Regions from separate parts of the Mus musculus genome. Here region 1 is linked to region 2. A link is a contact called in public HiChIP or PLAC-seq data. All regions are on one chromosome and are shown on one strand. The core of a region is the stretch at or near the end of the contact, and the rest is flanking DNA. Distances in the headings are between cores, read along the strand shown. Region 1 overlaps Rab12 (RAB12, member RAS oncogene family). Region 2 has its middle 71 kb from the start of Gm20742.

Region 1 (3,626 bases), core at 403-2,902, 250 kb after region 2:
AGGCCTCCACAAGGGTCATGTCTCTAACCACGAAGCTTAATGAACAAAGAAAAGGATCAGGCATTAGTACTCAGAATGAAGAAATGGGCCTGGGTATCATCAGCTACCCCAACAGGACAAGGAATCTGCTCAGCCACTGAGAAGAACCGAGTGTGTGCACAGAGGAATCACAACACAGCCACACTGTAACCTCAGCAGAAGAGTCCCGGTGCAGGTAAGTGGCTAAATCTCTAAGTGTATGAACCAGGGCCGAAATGTGGCTAAGGGCGGCTCTTGTTCTCAAAGAGGAGGACCCAGGTTCAGTTCCCAACACACACACGGCAGCTCACAACTTCCTGTAACTCCAGTTCCAGGAGATCTAATGCCTTCTTCTGATCCCGGCAAAAACTGTGTGCATGATGCACACATGTGCTGCAGGCAAAACCACTCATGGCCTAGAATAAGTAAATCTAAAAAAAAAAAAAAAACAAAAACAAAACAAAACAAAAAAAACCCAAGTCTATAAATGGGAACAGCTCATTAAAACTATTCCTCTCCAAAATGAATAAATAAATAAGTGAATGGATGGGTAGATGGATGAATGTAAGAGCTGGGTGAAGCACCTCTTTACCCCATGTGTAGATCTCTATGAGTTTGAGGCCAGCCTGGTGTACAGAGTGAGTTCCAGGATAGCCAAAGAAACACAAAGAAATCCTGCCTTGAGGAACCTAAATAAATAAATAAACCTGTCCCCTTTAAATAAAATAGCCTGCACTGTATCTAACAACAGCTCCAAGTAGCTTGTAATGATCTTAATCCAACCTACGGCTCGGACACACATCTTTGTATTAATACAAGTCTATCATCGGACCTGTCTAGAAACCTCACCTCCCAAGTATAAAATGACTTCATGTCGCACATCTGCAGCAGCTGTGAGCCACAGAAATGCTAACGGTCCTTAAAGAATCATAGCAAGCCATCAACAGTCTCAACAGGAGCTTTAGGGACAGTCAGCAGAGATAGGAGTGGAGAACTGCATACTCAAGGGGTGAAGAGCCTGTCACCCTGTTGAAAACAGTTTCTCAGAGGCAGCATCATCGTCGTTGTCGTCGTCGTCGCTTGGGCCAACACTCACTCCGGCCCAAAGATTTACTTATTATATGTAAGTTTACTGTAGCTGTCTTCAGACACACCAGAAGAGGGCGTCAGATCTCATTATGGATGGTTGTGAGCCACCATGTGGTTGCTGGGATTTGAACTTGGGACCTTCGGAAGAGCAGTCAGTGCTCTTAACCACTGAGCCACCTCTCCAGCCCTCTCAGAGGCGTCTTGATTAGCAGGCAAGCAACATTCCTCACTACCCTTTGGGTTAATGGGGACAGTCCCTGCCCCCAAAGCTGGGTCACACTGACCCACATTAACACACCACGCACTTGGCAACAAAGTGCCTTCCCCTGCCATGTACTCTTAGAGAACCTTCTTGTCTGCCCAGAAACCTTTTAAATCCTAGATTTCCCAGGGAAGTTTCCCTGACCACACCTACCCGCTCCTACCCCATTCCTGGCCCGCCACTCTTCTGGCCTTTCTTTGCTGGCCTCACCCATAGGCTGTGCATTTCCCAGCGACCCAGCATCCTTGGCTTCCTGCCGAGGCTCACAGTCAGCCTCTCTACTCCACTAAATGCGGTGTATTCAAGGAGTTCAAGGAGAAACGCTGACTAACAGGACAAATGAGCGATAGCCAGGACTGACCAGTTTGTTTGTTTTTAAAGAGGCAAAGGAGACAGATGTGAAATGGCAGCAGCAGATAGGAATGCCTGTGCTCGTGTGTGTGTGTGTGTGTGTGTGTGTGTGTGAGCAGATACATTTTACTTCCTGTGTAACTGTGTAAAGCACAGGCAGCTCGACTTAGACTGCACACACTCAGCCCAGTGATCACTATGGTAACAAATTACTTACCCCATCACTTCGCATGGAGTGGTCAGCCCCCAAGCAGATTACTCTGGTAACAGGGACCCACATTTAAGCTTCTGGTTGTTTAGAAATCTTCTGAAACTAGTTTAACAATGTTTCCAGAAAGGACTCAGCTTACAGGGTAAGGCTCCCCATCACCAATGCCAGTGTGTGGTCTCTGAGGGACTGTGGCTCAGGCTCAACCTTCATTTGTTTTAATAGCAATGACAGTCATATTTAGTGCCTCACCCCCAAAGCTCATGGCAGCCTAGTCAGGTGGGCACTGTCATGTCATCCCGCAGGGGACACACTGGACCAGAGACAGGAGGAGTAACTGACGGACCACATGCCTACACAACTGCAGAATCCCGATTCAAGTTCGCGCTTGTATGCACAATGCAAGGTTGTTATGCGATCAGATGGCTGAGAAGGTGTGTGTTGTGTTCTGTAAATGGCCCATTATCATCATATCTTGTCATGAGACCTGAACCTGGAATTGCTTCCTTCTGGATGGTCTTTCATAGCCTAAGGAATTGGTGCCTAGGAAGGCCAGGAGGGAAAAACATTTCCAAAACACTGTTGCTTTTTCTGAGCCCTAAGAAGTTACAAAATGAAAACAGCAGAAACACACAGACTCCTCTTTCTTCACATTCCTTTCCTGCCTGAAGAAGAAACAACACTGGGGTGCAAGTCTTTGATAACAAGCAGCCTCCCAGCTTCCCCTTCCAGTAGATCACCTTGCTTCTCTGCCAACCCAAGACCTCAGCTTGTCCCAGACCGCAGTGGACTTTACCCGACATTAACACAGCTATGGAGTCCCAGGCTCTGACACAGGTCTCCACGTAAAATGGCTGTGACACTATAGCTCCGGCAAAGTACTTATATCAACGATGTCAGCCACTTTGAACATTAGATCCCTGCACTGGCAGTGAGAGAGTAAGAGATGTGTCAAGACTGGGTGAGAGGCGCCGAGTGTGTGACAGACAGCTCTACTATTGTTGAAGGAAATGTGTCTCCTGCCCAAGCTGCGTGGCCTATGAAGAGTAAGGGTGAGCTAGGCCTGCTCACCATGAAGGAGAGCAATGAGGCTAGCTGCCTCCAGAGCTGCACGTTAACATTGTATCAACCCCAGAAACTATCTTCTGTGTGAAGTCTCATGGCTTTGGCTGACTTTTCTTCCCTACGCTGTGTTACTGTGAGGATTCAGGAAAACTAAAAATAATATTCTAATTATGAAATCTTGTGATCATTTCTGAGAAAGACACCATTAAAGAGCACAACGGGGATGAGGGAGGGCTAGACAGATGGCTCAGTGGTTTAAGGGCACAGGCTGCTCTCAAAGAGGATCTAGGTTTGGTTCCCAGCATCTACGTGGGAATTTGCAACCATTGGCAACTTCACTTCAAGGAGACCTGTGTCAGCTTTTTCTGGCCTCTGAGGATATTGCACACATGTGCTGCAGAGACATACTTACAGGCAAACACCCACACACATAAATCTTTAAAAAGGGGGGAGGGGAGTTGTAAACGAACCATGCTTCATCACAGACGCTCTCTGGGCTATGGACAGCACAGGTCCATCTGCAGCTCTGCTTTCCCTTTCATTCTGGCCTTGACAAATGCAGACCACCCTGGGACTCCCCCCACCCCCCAGTCCCACACATAAGGAGAACACACTGCCACAAGAACCAATAGC
Region 2 (3,626 bases), core at 1,073-3,572:
CCCCAAGCATCACTGGTCACTGTTCTTGCATGTGTGTGGTCACAGACTGATAGCTGGTGTCAATCATTCTCCACCTTGTTTATTGAGACAGGGTCTCTCTCACTTGAAAGCAGACCTCACTGATTCAACAAATCTTGCTGGTCAACTTACTTCAGGCACCCTGTCTCCACATCTGGCATGACGGGATTGTGGGCAGGTCAGCATACGAACACAGTATTTACTTGGCATGTTGGTTAGTTTTTTTGTCAGCTTGACACACACAAGAGTCAACTTGGAAGGGGGGCCCTCAGTTGAGAAAATGCTTCCATGAGATTGGCCTGTTGGCCAGTCTATGGTATATTCTCATCATTAATGATTGAGGTAGCAGGCCCAGGCCACTGGGGAGGTGCCACCACTGAGGTAGTCCTGAGTTGTCTAAGGAAGCCAGCTCAGCAAGGCACTGAAAGTAAGCCAGTCAGTAACACTCTCTGCTTCAGTGCCAGCTTCCAGGTTCCCGCTCTTGGGTTCTTGCCCCGGTTTCCTTCATGATAGATGGTAAGCTATACAAGGAAAGAAGTCCTCTCCTCCTTATGATGCTTTCTATCATGGCATTTATCATGGCAACAGAAAGCAAATCAGAACGCTTGGGTGCTAGAGAGCTGAACTCGGCTCCTAAAACTCCTTCAACAACACCTTTACCTACTGAGCCATTTCCCTGGCTCTGAGCCCTGTGTTCTACACCTACTAAATCTTACACTTATCTATTTTCTTCCACACCCACAAAGCTTATCTATTTCCTGCTGGGTTTTTTTTTTTTTTTAAACTTGGAATAAACAATAGATTTCCCGTAACTATAACATTTGTCTATGCAAACTCGGCTACCTTACAATCATTGTTGGCTACTATATTGTTGTGTTTGGATCAAGACAAAGTTCCTTTGAAATGCCCATGAGACCCAAGGAGACCTGGCATGTGTCTCTCAATTAGACTTTCTCTGGCATTGTCTCTGGGCTCTATGACCTCCAACCAGGCTCACCTTTCTTCAGGCTTTGGTTTCATCCATAATGCCCATGACCTTGACTTGGGTCTTTGTAGTCTTTCTTCTCTGTTGCCTGTTACAATCTTGTCCTTCTCCAGATCTCAGGGTAGTTGCAAATTCCTCAAAGAAATTGGCTCTGAACAAGTGCTTTAGGTCCTCATAGCACACAGCACGCTGCTTCTCCTGATAGTTGAGATGTTATATCTGTTGATGTAATTATGCAATTAATGCTACTCTCCCTCACTAGTCTGGAAACTCAACCCTCACTAGTCTGGAAACTCAACCCAGATTTCTGGCATCTAACATAATAGTATTAATTAGCTTCTCCATAAATATTTGTTGAGCAAATGAATTTTGGGTAGCAACCAAAAAACATTAGGTCCACGTAAAAGTCAGTGGAAACCAATTCAATTAGAGAAAACCAGACTGTTTAGTCGAGCTTGCAAGGGATCCAGTCACCACTTTTGTATGGCAGAGACTCAAAACCAAGCAGAAAATCAGACAAGCTTTGCAGTGGGGAAGGGAAGCCTGAAGCTGAGCTCTGACTAGAGCCTGGTGCTGTGAATAAATAGGTGGGTTAGCTAAACACAGGGCATCCCATGTGACTGATTAGAAGTCCATATTTGACATTTCCTGATTGGCCCTAATTGGAAACAGGAACAAAAATCAGAGACCACATCAGCTGTTATTCAAGTGTTGAACCTTTGGACAATCATTTGCTGGAGATAACCGTATGGCGTCCTGGGAGTCTGACTCAGCCAAGCAGGTTTGGCCTCCTGGCCTGGTTACTGTAGATAATGAGTAGCATGGTGTTCCTGGGCTGGTTGCTGACAAATCAGGAGCCTTCTTGGTTTTATATATGATCTGGCTTTGTCTCGTCTCTGTTATGTGTTTGAATCTGAGATTTCTCCCACAGGTTTCATGTTTGGGGCAGTTTCCTGACTGGTTGTGCTCTCTGGGGTGTGGGTGTGTGTATGGGAGGGTATGAAACCTTTGATAAGGTCTAGGTAAGGCCTAGGTGGCAGTAGTCTCGGGTGGGGGGGGGCTCTGATGGCCACCCCCTTTCTCCTATTCCTGCCACTTTCCCAGATTCCTAGTCGCCACTTTATATGCGCACCTCTACAGATAAGTGGTTCTACTGAGTCTACCTACTAGGACAGACAGATTCCTCCTGAAACCATTGCTTCCTCCTTGTTCCCATCAGCTAGTTTGATTGCAGTGATGCAAAAGTAGCTAATGCAGTCCCTTGCTCATGTCTCCACAAGGAGGCAGAGAAAGGAGTGTGGAGAGACTTTGCCCAGGGTCACTTCAGCCTGGGATGTCTACCCAGTAAAGCACTCTGCTCTCATACCCTTTACACTCCACCTAGACTGAACCTGTGATACAAATGGTAGCACTTCCTCTAAGCTGTGGGCCAAGGTCCTTCAGGGGACCAAGGAAACTTATCAATAAGAGGCTTCAAACTGTGGTTGACCCCAGCGTTACAAAGGCTCTGCGGCTTGGCACGTGTGTGTTAACGCTCACTCTCTCTGGGTTGGAAGAAGCACAGACAACGGATTTAAGTACTTTTTCTTTAGTCTTGAACTGGTCAGTACAAAGAGCATTTGGGCACGCATGTCTTAAGAAGGGAACTGAGTCAGACATGGGAACAGAGAAGAGGAGCTGTAGGCACAGAAAGGAGTGATTATTAGCTGCAAAGAATTCTCAAGAAAACTCTTTTCTGGAATGAGGTAGAGGTGAACACCTTTTAACTCCTAGCACTGGAGAAGAGAGGCAACTCTGTAAGTTCCAAGACAGCCTGGTCTATTTAATGAGTTCCAGGTTAGCATGGGCTACATAGTGACAACCTGTGTCAGGGAAGGAAGGAAGGAAGGAAGGAAGGAAGGAAGGGAGGGAGGGAGGGAGGGAGGGAGGGAGGGAGGGAGGGAGGAAGGAAGGAAGAAGGAATTAAGGAATTGAGAAAGGGAGGAAAGAAGGAAGGAAGGAAGGAAGGGAAGAAGGGAAGAAGAAAAGGAGGGAGGGAGGGACAAAAGGAGGGAGGGAGGGAGGGAGGAAGGAAGGAAGGAAGGAAGGAAGGAAGGAAGGAAGGAAGGAGAAAAAAATTATATTGAAAATCTGAATCCTCCTCTATGTCCCTCGAGGAGTAGAGTCTTCAGTGAGCCGTATTACCAAGTGAGGCTTTGCTGTGCAACACTGTACAAAGAGCAAAGCAGGGGTGCCCAAGTAAAGCCTTAAGGACGTGTAGCTCCTTCGGGAACATGCCCAGGACAGTAGGATCCCCACCGCCTATGTTTACCTGCCTAGATGGGATGAGATCCAATACCTGTACAACAACTTAAAAGTCATCTTAAAACAAATATCCTTTTGAAATTGGTTTCAGGTTAAAAATTAATAGAACATGATCAGGTATTGAGGGATAGGAAGGAGAAACAGGAGTGAAGCCCTGAAGGCCAGCAGAAAGAATGGAAACAGGCAACCTCAGGAGGTAGGAGGTGGGGGGGGGGGGCGCTCTCTAGAATGTTCCAGAGACCTGGGAGGTGAGAGACTCTCAGGACTCAAATGCCTTAGATGAAATGCCCAACAGTGGGGAGAGGGAACTTGTAGAGTC

The links. HiChIP or PLAC-seq counts read pairs in DNA pulled down with a chosen protein or histone mark.
Region 1: a contact with region 2 is called in a FOXA1 HiChIP or PLAC-seq map of pancreatic cancer cells. The contact joins two enhancer-like sites. A contact is called at or near these places in 2 of 39 promoter capture datasets (epiblast stem cells and liver), 1 of 15 datasets of contacts at CTCF or cohesin (the NIH/3T3 cell line), 3 of 115 datasets of contacts at active chromatin or transcription factors (embryonic stem cells, pancreatic cancer cells and stem cell-derived neural progenitor cells) and 1 of 9 other capture datasets (embryonic stem cells).

What each region holds. Positions count from the first base shown.
Region 1 is chr17:66,508,734-66,512,359 of GRCm38.p6, forward strand. The region is part of intron 1 of Rab12 (RAB12, member RAS oncogene family); the gene reads right to left. It overlaps Gm41608 (a long non-coding RNA gene), which reads left to right. Exons shown (of 3, transcript XR_876914.3): 1 at 1-3,626. Among named protein-coding and RNA genes, the nearest start is that of Gm41608, 4.2 kb to the left of the region's middle. Within about 2 kb of position 1,653, at least 118 of the 459 cell types and tissues checked have an H3K27ac peak or open chromatin away from gene starts, as enhancers often do. A contact at or near this core is called in pancreatic cancer cells, where this site is marked.
Region 2 is chr17:66,261,254-66,264,879 of GRCm38.p6, forward strand. No RefSeq gene overlaps it. Among named protein-coding and RNA genes, the nearest start is that of Gm20742, 71 kb to the left of the region's middle. Within about 2 kb of position 2,323, at least 17 of the 459 cell types and tissues checked have an H3K27ac peak or open chromatin away from gene starts, as enhancers often do. A contact at or near this core is called in pancreatic cancer cells, where this site is marked.